Linked DNA regions of Pan troglodytes: region 2 is linked to region 1. A link is a contact called in public Hi-C data. All regions are on one chromosome and are shown on one strand. Each heading gives the region's core, a stretch centred on a gene start, on an enhancer-like site or on the middle of the called end of the contact. The rest is flanking DNA. Distances are from core to core; before and after follow the strand shown. Region 1 overlaps DTD1 (D-aminoacyl-tRNA deacylase 1). Region 2 overlaps SLC24A3 (solute carrier family 24 member 3).

Region 1 (6,307 bases), core at 3,596-6,095:
CCCACCCTGGCGCAGGCCGTCTGCATCTTTCATCTGAATTTTTGTGACAGCCTATTAATGGGCCTCCTGCCTCCAGCTGGGTCTCCTTTCAGGACATACCCAACACAGCAGCCTGAGTGAGCCACTTCCCCCATGTGTTCTATGGTATTATAATAACATACTTTTAAGTTAGGAAAACTTACAGGGATCACTTTGTCTTACTTCTCAACAGTACTTACAAGAACTATGTGTGTGTGTGTGTGTGTGTGTGTGTGTGTGTGTGTGTGTAGAGACAGAAAAAGAGCATGCACAATAGAGGGCATGCTACTCCAGGGACTATGGCTCTTGTCATGGGAGTGACAGGAACTGATGGAGGGTGGTTCTGAGCAGAGGCTCACTCTGGCCATGGGGGTGCCCTGTCAGGGAAGGAAGCCTCACCAACTCAGACCAGTCTACCTTGGAGCCTATGTTAGGCTGCTCCTGCTGTCTTTTGTCCTTGGAGGCTCTGAACTGGGTCAGAACCCTGCCATGAAGCCCTTCCAAGGCCACTCTGCTCCCAAGGTGAAGACTTATTCCCTAGGCTGTTTCCCAAGCCGTGTCCAGCCAGAATGCCCAGCCCAGCACACCAGAGCTCCTGCAGTGAGGTTAAGTGACAATATACTGCAATAGTAAAATACATAAGAAACTCATAATAAAGTGCCAGCAACATGGAAATGCACTGGATTTGAATGCAGACCCTATCCCATTATCACAGTCCCAGGGAGAAATTACAGGCCAAGATTAATTCTGTAAATAATCAAATCCAAAAGCTTTGAAGACCGAAGGAAGTAAGATATGAAATCATATCCCATGACATCATGAGCTCAGAAGCCACCTCCCCTGCTGTTCTTTGTGGAAGGGTGGCCATGCTCGATTGAGTCTGGGTTCATGCAGCAGCCTTGTCCAAGCTGTGTCTGAGATGTGTCATACAGGTGTCCTTGTAGGTCCTTTGGGGGCCTCAAACACTGCATCATCCCCACACAGGCTTCCTTGAGCCTCAGTTAGACAACCATACAGCCTTCAACCCTACAGAGTTATCCCAGGCAGAGTGATGTCAAGGACCCCAGCAGGGCCCAGAGATGTCTGAGCAAAGTTTGATAATCAGGGAGCTCCTTGCCTTGGATCTCCTGTTATGCAAGAAGGCTACCTTAATTGCCTTGAATTTATGACCTCAGGATGTAGGCATAGTTGGGAATTTAACTTCCCAGCTAAAGGTAAACTTTGGTCCTAGATATTTACCGTCGTAATGTTTGTTTCTTCTCATGGCTTTGACACTCTTTAGTTTGGAATTGAGGGTGGCCCTGTTAGTGAAAGGTGCCCTCACTTTTCCATAGTTAGGTATTTTGGGTCCTCCAATCCTTCTTGCTACAAAGTTCCAGGCTTGAGACACTTGTTTCCAAGAAATGAATCTGTTGTAGACACCACCCTCAGATGTAGACACCACCTCTGCGCTGTTGCAGAGCCAAGCGGAGAACCCTGATAAGGGGAGCCCAAAGCCTGGGAAGAAGCCACAAGAGCCCCAGGTCTGCCTTTCCAGTTCCCTCCATGGCCCTGAGTGTGGCATGCAGTCAGACCTAGGCCTAGCCCTCAAACTGTGAGAAAATCAGCTGCCAGGGCCTGAAGGGCCTGTAATGCACCCATTTGCTGACAAAACAGATATTTTCACCACCAAGTCACTTAGGACATGTCATTCCTAGAGCTACTGGTCTCTGCCTAAGGCCCCAGAGCCCTTGCCTCAGCTTTCCAGGCACCTTTGAGCCAGGCGTCTGCTGCTATGTTGTCCCAGTGGTGGTTCACTGGCACTGGCCCAGCGTCTGGGGCACTGGGGATGCCAAGGAACACTCCTGTCTCTGTAGAAGCAGCCCTGTACTTGAGGTCAGAACCACGATGGATGCCAGCGGCTTCCAGAGTCATACTCCCAAAGGCTGTAGGCACAATCCTGCGCATCCAGATCAAACTCCTCTAGCAGGCAGTGGCTCCAGCCTGGCCCCAGGCTTATTTTGAACCCCTCAATGCCACTGATTTGCTTAATTTCTTGAGGTCCCAGCCTGTAACCCACTGTTGGGGTTTCCATCAGTAACAGCCTCCTGCCTGCTCAGGTTCTGAACAGATTGAAAGTAGAATGAAGAGGAAGCCTGTGGGGTGAGAATGCCTCCTTGGTGGCAGATAACTGCCTTTAGGGGATGTGCTTAGATGGGCTGACCTGAGGCTCAGTGTCTAGTGCCCATGTCCCATACTGGTCCCCAAAGGTTGGCTGAGGTCCAGCCCATTCATGGCCACACAGGGCCAGCTCTGGAGAGCAGCGAATGTGGGCTTGCTCCCAGCCAGGCCAAGAAGCATTGGTACACGCCTTTTGTTCTCCCCATTTTTCTTTCAGAGCATACTTTTTTGGCATAATATTTTTCTGTCCCATCCCTGCAATTTGCGCATATACTACCATGGACAGTGGTAGGCATGACAATAGTAATAATAGTGACTATGATTTCCTGTACACTCACTGTGCTGGGCTGTGTACTAACCTATGTGCACCTTTGTAACCATCCCAGGACAACTGTCCTGTTGCACCAGAACAAACTGGGGCCCGGAGAGGTGGTGTGAGCCTTCCTGGCTGGTGGCTAAAGTCAGTGAAGCATTGTCCAGAGGGGCATAGACACCAGTTTTTGTAGCTACACAGAGAATCTGCAGGGAGGCACTCTGGTTTACAGCTGTTAGGGCCTTGAAAAGTTCGGCTGGAGATGAGTTCATGGGTGGTTAGTCTCCAGCTGAGAGCTTTCCTGCTTTAAACATGCAGCATAAGCGTGTCTAACATGTGCTTAACCTGCAGCTCTGGGTAGAAAGAAAGCTGGGACTTAATATTTAAGAACAACTTGATTATATCACCATAGGAGCCCAGATGTCATTTTATAGATATGCTTTTGTGTGTGTGTGTGTGTGTTTTTTAAAATGTGTTTATTTTCTCTGGCTAGTATAATTCTTTTTGGGCGCTTTACCCTTTGATCTGGACTGGAAAAAAATGTTACCATTTTAAGATCTCTTAAAACATGTCTTTGGATTTATCATCTGTACGGATGGAAATTCACATAATAGTTCTATTCTTAACTGAAGAAAAACAGGAAAAGAAAATAAATTTCTCACTACTTGGAATGATAAACAAGGTGAAGCATATGCTGTATATCCTGGCAACAGAAATTCAAGGTCGGAAATAATTCCTGTCCTCTTGAGCCTGCCTTCAGCCTCCCTGAGGAGTGCAGTGACTGAAATTTTCTACTAATTGTAGCCATAATTTTAGCATGCAATTAAACACATGATTTCCTTCCCAGCTGATGTCTTTTTAGTTAGTCTGACATGGATGAGACAAAAGCTCTGTTGATTTGAATGGCCACTTTCATCTGATGGGAGGTCACGGAAAGTCATCATTATTTGAGCACCTTTGACTATCCAGTAGGATCTAGATTAATCTTGCTTATAAACATGGCCAACAGCTTGGGTGCTTCTAATACAATTTCCAGTGCTACTGTCTGTGGGCCAAAGAAAGCTGTCTGTTGGCATGCCCATATTGCTGAGTCCTTCTGAAGTTAGGGACCCACTGGTAGGAAAGACTCAGAGAAGGAATTTGTGAGGTTGTGGTAGCAGGAACAGAGACTCATGGAGGTCACCCAGGTTGCGGAAGGACCTCAGGGTGTGAGGCCTGCCTGTGCCGCAGTAGCCCAAAAGCAGTGCCTTCCATGGAGGGAGATGGAGGGCTTCACTGCATGCAGTGCAAACATGGCCTTCCAGAATGCTCTGTGTTTGCCTTCCCACCATGTACAGTCCTGGTAACCCACATTCTTTCCCACCCTTGGTGTTACCAGACCTTTTATTTCTTGCCAAATCTCTTGGGCACGAAGCAGCATCTGTGCTACTTAATCCTGCATTTCCATCCCTCTTACAAGGCTGGCTAACTTTTCCTGTGTTGAGTGGCTGATCCTCCTCCCGGTCAACCTCCTTCTCCCACTGTGACCTGGGTTTTGGATCACGCTGATCTAGGTGTGTGATATGGTTTGGCTGTGCCCCCACCCAAATCTCATCTTGAATTGTAACTCTCACAATTCGTATGTTTTGTGGGAGGAACCTGGTAGGAGGTAATTGAATCATGGGGGTGGGTCTTTCCTGTGCTGTTCTCGTGATAGTGAATAAGTCTCACGAGATCTGGTGGTTTTAAAAACGGGAGTTTCCCTGCACAAGCTCTCTCTTTTTTTGCCTACTGCCATCCATGTAAGATCTGATTTGCTTCTCCTTGCCTTCCGCCATGATTGTGAGGCCTTCCCAGCCGTGAGGAACTGTGAGTCCGTTAAACCTCTTTCTTTTGTAAGTTTCCCAGTACTGAGTATGTCTTTATTAGCAGTGTGAAAATGAACTAATACAGTGTGCTTTTGGATGGAGTAATCTGGTGTCTCCATCTTTGGTAACTGTTTGGATTGCTTTTTCAGATGGCAAGTTTGGGGCCTACATGCAGGTGCACATTCAGAATGATGGGCCTGTGACCATAGAGCTGGAATCGCCAGCTCCCGGCACTGCTACCTCTGACCCAAAGCAGGTAAGCCTGGAGTCTGGTGCCTGGCTCCGTCCCTTGGGTGCCTGTAACATCTCTTTAGTCCCTGGAACAGTCCTCGGTCTGAGGAAATACATCATTGTTGCAACCTTGTATTTATTTTAATGCCTGCCTTCCCAAGAGTGCATGTTTACGGTGCACTCCTGAGTACTGTGGCCGGTGGGTACAGCACTTCTCCCTTGCCTCGTCCTGCCTTTGAATTCCAGAGGACATGTCCTGTGCAGAGCCAGGTTCTTCCCCTGGGCTTCCCTTCCCTTGGCCAGGTGCCGTGGCGCCCACCTGCCCCTGGGTGGCAGCAGAGCAATGGCCCTGGATTGGCCGGTTCACCCATTCCGAATGGTTACCTGAATTGGGTTTGGTCCCAGGTGTGGGTAGATGTGCCCCCCAAGGTTTGCTGTAAATCTCCATTTTTCTAAAGCAGTGTCTGACCTGGATTTACTGCCAATTTGTAAGCTTTCATGAAATAAAAGTTAATTAAAATAGAGAAAGGAAATGTGTAATAGTCCTTGGAACCCGCGTGGTCTCATAGATGCTTAGCATACTTGTAAAGGCTTAATTAACACACTCACTGGATAGAGACATGTAGGGCCTGGCAGGCAGAGGAAGAAGGACTGAGCAAACATTTCCATTCTTCCTTCCCGGTCTCCCTCCCTTGCTAGGATGCTGTGATGGCCAGTGATGCAGCAGTAAGGGGACAGCGTGATAGAAACGTGAAGCTGGGCAACCTGTTCAAAGCCAGATTTTTTTTTTTTTTTTTTTTGAGATGGAGTCTCGCTCTTGTTGCCCAGGCTGGAGCACAATGGCGCCATCTTGGCTCACCGCAACCTCCGCCTCCTGGGTTCAAGCAATTCTCCTGCCTCAGCCTCTCAAATAGCTGGGATTAGAGGCGCCCACCACCATACCCTGCTAATTTTGTATTTTTAGTAGAGACGGGGTTTCTCCATGTTGGTCAGGCTGGTCTCAAACTCCTGACCTCAGGTGATCTGCCTGCCACGGCCTCCCAAAGTGCTGGGATTACAGGTGTGAGCCACTGTGCCCGGCCTTTTTTTTTTTTTTTTTTTTTTTTTTTTTTTTTGAGACAGGGTCTTGCCCTGTCACCCAGGCTGGAGTGCAGTGGTGCGATCATGGCTCACTCCAGCCTCGACCTCCCAGGCTCAAGTGATCCTCCTACCTCAGCCTCCTGAGTAGCTGGGACTACAGGCATACGCTACCATGCTGGGCTAATTTTTGAATTTGTGTAGAGAGGGAGTTTTACCATGTTGCCCAGGGTGGTCTTGAACTCCTGGGCTCAACTGATCCACCTAGGGCCTCAGCCTCCCAAAGTGCTGAGATTACAGGCAAGAGTCACCATGCCTGGCCAAAGCCAGATTTTAAAAGTGGAACATAATCTTTCTTTTTTGTTTCTGTATTAGTTTATTCTCATACTGCTATAAAGAAATACCTGAGACGGGGTAATTTATTTAAAAAAGAGATTTAATTGGCTCACAGTTCTGCAGGCTGTGCAGGAAGGATGGCTGCAGAGGCCTCAGGAAACTTACAATCATGGTGGAAGGTGAAGGGGAAGCAGGCACATCTTCACATGGCCAGAGCAGAAATAAGAGAAAGCAGGGGGATGTACTACACATTTTTAAACAACCAGATCTCATGAGAACTCACTGTCACGAGAACAGCAAGGGGGAAGTCTACCCCCATGATCCA
Region 2 (6,326 bases), core at 2,121-4,620, 590 kb after region 1:
TTAGCACGAATAATAAGACATATTGACATCAGAAATCCCATGGTATGAGGCAATGAGAAGGACATGGCGTAATTCTATTACCATGATGCATAACCTCATCCAGATAATGAGAACATATTAGACAAAACTAAATTGAGGGGCATTTGTGAAATAAATCATTCGTACTCAAAAGTGTCAAAGTCATGAAAGTAAGGAAAGACTGGGGAAAAATTTATGAAACTTGAATAAGTTCTGTAGTTTATTTAGTACTATTGTTGCTATGTTAATTTGTAGCTCTCGTTATTTTACCATCCGTACACAAAGTGATAACATTAGGATGAGATCCATGAAGGGCCTCTTGGGATTCTCTGTACTACTTTTATGACTTCTGTAAGGCCAAAATTAGCTCAAAATAAAAAGTTAAACAAAAATGGTTGTACCCAAAGCGGGAGGACCACTTGAGGTCGGGAGTTCTAGACCAGCCTGGCCAACATAGTGAAACTGCATCTCTACTAAAAATACAAAAATTAGCCAGACGTGGTGGCACATGCCCTTAGTCTCAGCTACTTGGCAGACTGAGGCAGGGGAATGGCTTGAATCTGGGAGGCGGAGGTTGCAGTGAGCCAAGATTGTGCCACTTCACTCCAACCTGGGCAACAGAGCAAGGCTCTGTCTCAAAAAAAAAAAAAGTTATATCCATTTTTTAGCATCTCAAAGGAATAATTTTTATTCATTTAATAATTTTTGTCATCCTACTCAAAAACTTGATATTTTTGGACATGGTATTTTAATGAGAACATGACTAATGCCAACTATGGGTAGGAACACTTTGAAAAAACAAAAATGATTTCACCAAGATATTCTCAAATTCTCATGATACTTATTCATCAGAGTTTAAGTTATACCCTGTTTTGTGTTTAAAATGCATTATGCACTGGTGTTGTTGAACTAACATAGTTTACAATGATGTGGGATTTAACGTCGAAATTTTTCTTTTCAATATTATATGGAATAGGGTGTGTTGCTATTCTCAGCTAAATGTTTGATGCTGTAGCTGGAATTCTTATTCCTTGGAGACTTTAGAAGCTATTGCTTGTAGACTACTTTAAATGCTTAAATGTTGGGAATTTGGTTCTTGTGGTTTTCCATATTTAAGAGGTGTTTAAAAGCAAATGAAACGTGGAAAGTTGAAAAAATGAAAAGGTATGTGTAATCGTGAGTGCTGTAACATATAGTTAGCTATGAATACGGGTAGTTATGAATTCCTAGTCATCTCATCTATGAGGAAATATCAACCAAATCTATGCTTTTCAATCTGTGGATTTTGTTAAAATGCAAGTTCTAATGCAGTGGTCCCAGGAGTCTACCTTTCTAACTAACTCCCAGGTCATGCCACCAACTCCTAGTGCCTGCTGGTCCAGGGACAACATTTGGAGTACCAAGAACTTAAATGATTGGAAAGAAAATGCTATGCATGAGTCCTGTCTATTTCTGGCATAAACTTTCAAAGAAAGGGAGTTAATTTTTAAAAAGTGAAATATTTAAGTACCTAAAGGAACTCTTTGAGAAACTCTTGCCAGTGAAACAAACTCGGGAGACAGGAAGAGCTGCATGCGACACACCAGTCATCTTAATGTCACATGTCACCTGACTGGAAATGTGGAAAGAAATGAGGCTGTGAAGTCAAAGATTAAGCTGAACCAGTCAAGGGCAGGTAGGAAACACCTCTCAGGCACACAGAAATCCCCCAGCAGGAGAATTACCGCTGCCACCAGGGGGCGCACCGCCACAGCGATCCTAGGAAGAGCATCTGGACCCAATCATTCTGCAGTTCCGGGGCTGGAAACCTGGGCGATGAACTGAGATGAGGAGATGGACACAGCACTGTGTAACGTGAGACCATCCCATTAGCCTCAGGTCTCTCTGAAGATGACGACTTGGTGATGGGTCATGTGTTTACCACTCAAGTTTTTGCACTGGACAGCTGAGCTGGGCTTGAAGTGGATTCCGCAGTCAGATTTGAGGCCTTGGGCAAGAGGGGTTTGCTGTGATTATCCCCATCAGAATAACACAGGGCTGTCTAAAGTACAAAGAGCCAACTGACTTTGGCATCTCTCTCATCTGAATGTTTTGTATTTTCAAAATGCTTCATTGCCGCAAAGCACCCTTCTGTGGAAAGGTTGGCATCATCTTTTACCATTGAGGAAACTGAGGCACAGGGGAGGAAAGGACTATACTTTAGATCTGTGGCCAAATCAGAATCAGAATTCCAGCTTCTTGCTCCAGCCGTAGCAGGCCACCTGGCTGGGCTGCCCTTCCCCTGTCATCTCAGGGCTCCTCCGAATGAGCCTCGGGCACAGAGCTGCCAGCCATGGCAGGGAGGAGCAGCTCCTTGGAAGCCAGGCCTGGAGGCCCAGCCTAGCCTCGTGCTCAACCCTGCCAAAGTCAAACCATTTCAATTCCTTTCATTTAAGTCAACTTGCCTTAACTGCTTACACATGAGCAGATTCTTTTAATTTTTCTTTATTTTTTTAATTAAAAAAACTGGACATACTGATGGAAGAAAAATAATTTTAAAGCTATGGAAGAGTATAAAATAAAGAGTGAAAGTCCCTCTACATTCTCTGATCCCCAACCCAAATCCTGTAATCCCACATCCCAAAGTAATCAGAGATAGAGAGAGAGAGAGAGATGATTTTTGCTTAACTTTACAAAAATGGGATTGTACAATTCATAGTGTAGCTTCTTTTTTTTTTTCCACTTAAGATGTACTGCATATCATGGTCTACCAGGATGAAGTTTTGAAATTTAAAAATGCTAAAACATTTTTTAGATCTATTGTCTTGATTTAAAATATGGGATACCTAAGCCTAATATTTGTATATTAACAAAAATAAGCCCTCAGGGCTCTCCCCAGGCTCCTCTGCCACACTCAGCACCTTGTCTGCCCAAGTTTATAAGGGCAAAATTAAATTAGTGGCATGTATGTGTTTTCTTTCTGAATGATCCTGACAGAATGAACAAATTCCTCAAATTGTGAATACTTAATGTTTGTCCTCTGTGGACTAAAAATTTTAATCTCTTTTTTATGTGGTTCTGAATTATTTCTTACAGGAGTCTTTAAGAAACATAGTACTCAAGTGAAAAATGAAATACATATAGACATAGCTACGGGTTGTGTTTTCATACTCTGTCTTTATTTCTTCCAAACACTCCAAACAAGTCAATTAAAAATATCGACAGATAGGTGCTGGGCGGTATATTTTTGCTTTTTAGACTTGCCCTCCAGGATTTACCAAAAAATACATGCCAAGCTGTCCCTTTCTCTGAAACAGCAGGTCTCAAATCTTAATATGAAAGGATACCTGGGAACTTGTAAATAGGGCAGATTGTTGGGCTTCCTGAGTCCCACATCCTCAGGATAGGTTGGGAATGCACATTACTAACAAGCTCACATGTACTTTTTCTGCCCAGCAGAAAGGAATTTGATTGACAGGATCCTCCATGAGTTTGTCATGGCCTGGGTGTGAATCTTTCCTGATGGAACCTATTCTACTTTCCTCTCATTTAGAAGAAAAAGGAAATGGGTTGTACTGACTTTTGCCATTAAAAGCTGCCTCAAAGTCTAATGCACATTGCAGGAATTTTTCTGTGCTTGTCTTTGACAGCTTGGCTCCCTGAAGTTTCCCAGTGGACCTGTTGTCCTGCAGTTTCCCTTGGGCTCCTCCTTATGTACTGTAGCTGGTTTGAGAAGCAGCTGATGACTGTTTCAATTTCAACTGAAGTTCCTTACAAAACTAGCCAATCTGGGAGGTCATTTGTCTCTGATCCAGATGTAGTGGTTTGATTATTCTTGGCTTATACTAAAGTTGGAAGGGAACTGAAGCATCAGGTAAAAACCACCTACACCTTCACAGTGTGAAAAAGAACAAATCACAGCTATGCACGCCACAATGGACAGACATCACAAAAACGAAGATGGGCAAAAGCAGCCTCCCTTTATCTGAGGTTCAAGGACAGGCAACAATGATCTAGGGTTCAGGGTTGGGAAGAGGCACTATCTCTGGGGAATTATTGCCTGGGGAGGGCCTGGCACAGGGAGACTTTCAGGGAGAGCAGGAAATGTTCCATGTCTTGGTCTGGAATCTGTGAGGATGTATACATATATACAGAGTCATTGAGTTAATGCTTAAGCTGTGTGCATTTTGCCTCATGTATGTTATACTTCAACACATTTTCTTTTTTTTTTTTTTTCTTCTGAGACAGAGTCTCGCTCTGCCACCCAGGCTGGAGTGCAGTGTCGTGATCTCAGCTCACTGCAACCTCCACCTTCCGGGTTCAAGAGATTCTCCTGCCTTAGCCTCCTGAGTAGCTTGGGATTACAGGCATGCGCCACCCTGCCTGGCTAATTTTTGTATTTTTAGTAGAGACGGAGTTTCACCATGTTGGCCAGGTTGGCCTCGAACTTCTGACCTCAGATGATCCACCCGCTTCAGCCTCCTAAAGTGTTGGGATTACAGGTGTGAGCCACCGTGCCCAGCCAACAAATTTTTTTTTAAGGCAATTGTGAATCTGACCATGGTCAACTAGGAAAAAAAAAATCTATAGTCATATTCATGTGGTGAGTTAAAAACCAAACAAATGCACACAGTTGGGCAAAAAGAAAATTCAAAATTAAAAACTCTTATAAAATAAGCAGTCTATTTGAACTCCAGTCATAAACTGATCACCGAAAATAATGTGAGCCCACCTTGCAGACACAATGCTCTCAAAAGAGTAATTTTTTTTTTGTCCTTCAAAATACAGCCGGCTCAGAAAGTGTCTGAAGAAGCAGTTTTCCTGGCTTTTTGATAAAGACGGTGGACAAGAATGCGCGTGAGAAGAAATAGTTGTTAGGTCTTCCTTAGTAAGGATGGGGTTTTGTCCAAGTCTATGTGACTGTGCAGGTGCAGGGGTTTTGTCTGGAGGTGATCAGTGCTATCAGTCTAATGTCTTCCTGGGCTACATTTGAGTGAGGCAATGACAGGAAGCCTGGCCCTTCAAGTCCCTAGGCAAGAAGGGGATGCTGCGTACAAGGCCTGTTCTAGGCATACTCCATGAATTTCTCCCTTTTATCCCCCATCTACTAACATTTGGTCTCACTGTGCTTAAAGGTTTTCCATGAACACCCAGGGGTCTTTCCCCTCTGAGCTTGGGCCAGGTCTCCTTGTGTTATGAAACAGCCATGGTGAGAAAGCTGATGTCTCTTTACCAAGAAAGTGCCTTTTCTGGTTTTCTCTTCCTCTCTCCTCCTCTCTTCTAAATCAATGGCTTGCCTGCCACACCTGGGAATGTTTGGTGTTGTGGAGACATAACCTTGCTTTGTCCTGGAAACTACTCCATGAGGTCTGTGAGCTGTGGGCAGCAGGAGGCTGGAGAGCTGGAAATATCACAGGAGGGCACCGAGCTGCACTTAGTTTGGCCACAGACGAGGTCCCATTCACTGGCTGGTGGATGATCTGGCCTGGGCTGAGAGTTAGTGAATATAGTCACGGGAGGCTTTCTATTCTTCGTCCTAAAGGTAGAACTGTGAGAAAGACTAACCACCTTTATTCACCACATCAGGTCCAAAGTCTCTGCAGGGACCTGAAAACAGAATGTTTATGGGAGGTCAAAACAGGGGGAGTAGACAGTGACCCCAGAACCCAGCCCAAGGTGGGGAGGTGCTCTGTAAAGACACCTGTCTTATTCCTGAAAGGGTGAAGACCCCCACACATCTAGGAGTGATGTCTCTCTCTCCAGGAAAGAAATACTCTCAGACTGAAGTATCAGAGCACATTCTTCATTTCAACTCTTGCTCCTTTCACAGTTCAGTTTCTGGAGGGAGCTTCCAAAGACTGAAAGGGACAGGTAGGAAAAAAAATGACTGTTTTCTTTGGAGAGGAGCTCCTGAGGCCTGTCTCACCTGGCCATCACCTGGCAGGCTGAGGAACCTATCAGGTCTCAGTTGCTGTCAGCCTAGGGACCAGGATCCCCACCTTTCTTCCCTAGGTGGTGCCTGGCCGCCCAAGGAATCACTCTCTGTGCTTTACTTTAACAGTGGCCTTCACTCCAAAATCTGTCAAAATGAATAGAAACCCAAGAATCATTTCTGTGTGCCACAGGAGTGCTCTCCCCCCACACCCCACCACACACACACACATACACTCCTGGTGCTGAGATAATTTCCAAGAAATTACCAGTTCCTGGTTATACTCCTTCCTCCTGGCTCCCTTCCTAACTCCCCCTCCATCACCAGATTACACAATTCCTTGAGCCTATGGTATTTTCCCCTGGAGCTAGTGTTCATTTCCTAACTCAATTAATTC

Evidence for each region. A called contact is a pair of places that touch in the nucleus more often than the background predicts.
Region 2: a Hi-C map of induced pluripotent stem cells shows a contact between it and region 1, with 1.9 times the contacts expected there. The contact joins two enhancer-like sites. A contact is called at or near these places in 1 of 7 Hi-C or Micro-C datasets (induced pluripotent stem cells) and 1 of 1 datasets of contacts at active chromatin or transcription factors (stem cell-derived excitatory neurons).

The regions. Positions count from the first base shown.
Region 1 is chr21:25,134,161-25,140,467 of NHGRI_mPanTro3-v2.0_pri, forward strand. It overlaps DTD1 (D-aminoacyl-tRNA deacylase 1), which reads left to right. Exons shown (of 6, transcript XM_016937518.4): 4 at 4,488-4,594. Among named protein-coding and RNA genes, the nearest start is that of DTD1, 33 kb to the left of the region's middle. Within about 2 kb of position 4,846, at least 2 of the 24 cell types and tissues checked have an H3K27ac peak or open chromatin away from gene starts, as enhancers often do. A contact at or near this core is called in induced pluripotent stem cells, where this site is marked.
Region 2 is chr21:25,728,206-25,734,531 of NHGRI_mPanTro3-v2.0_pri, forward strand. All of the region lies in intron 1 of SLC24A3 (solute carrier family 24 member 3), which reads left to right. LOC134809212 (collagen, type I, alpha 1a) reads right to left here. Exons shown (of 3, transcript XM_063803324.1): 3 at 5,459-5,604. The coding sequence ends at 5,580. Among named protein-coding and RNA genes, the nearest start is that of SLC24A3, 160 kb to the left of the region's middle. Within about 2 kb of position 3,371, at least 1 of the 24 cell types and tissues checked has an H3K27ac peak or open chromatin away from gene starts, as enhancers often do. A contact at or near this core is called in induced pluripotent stem cells, where this site is marked.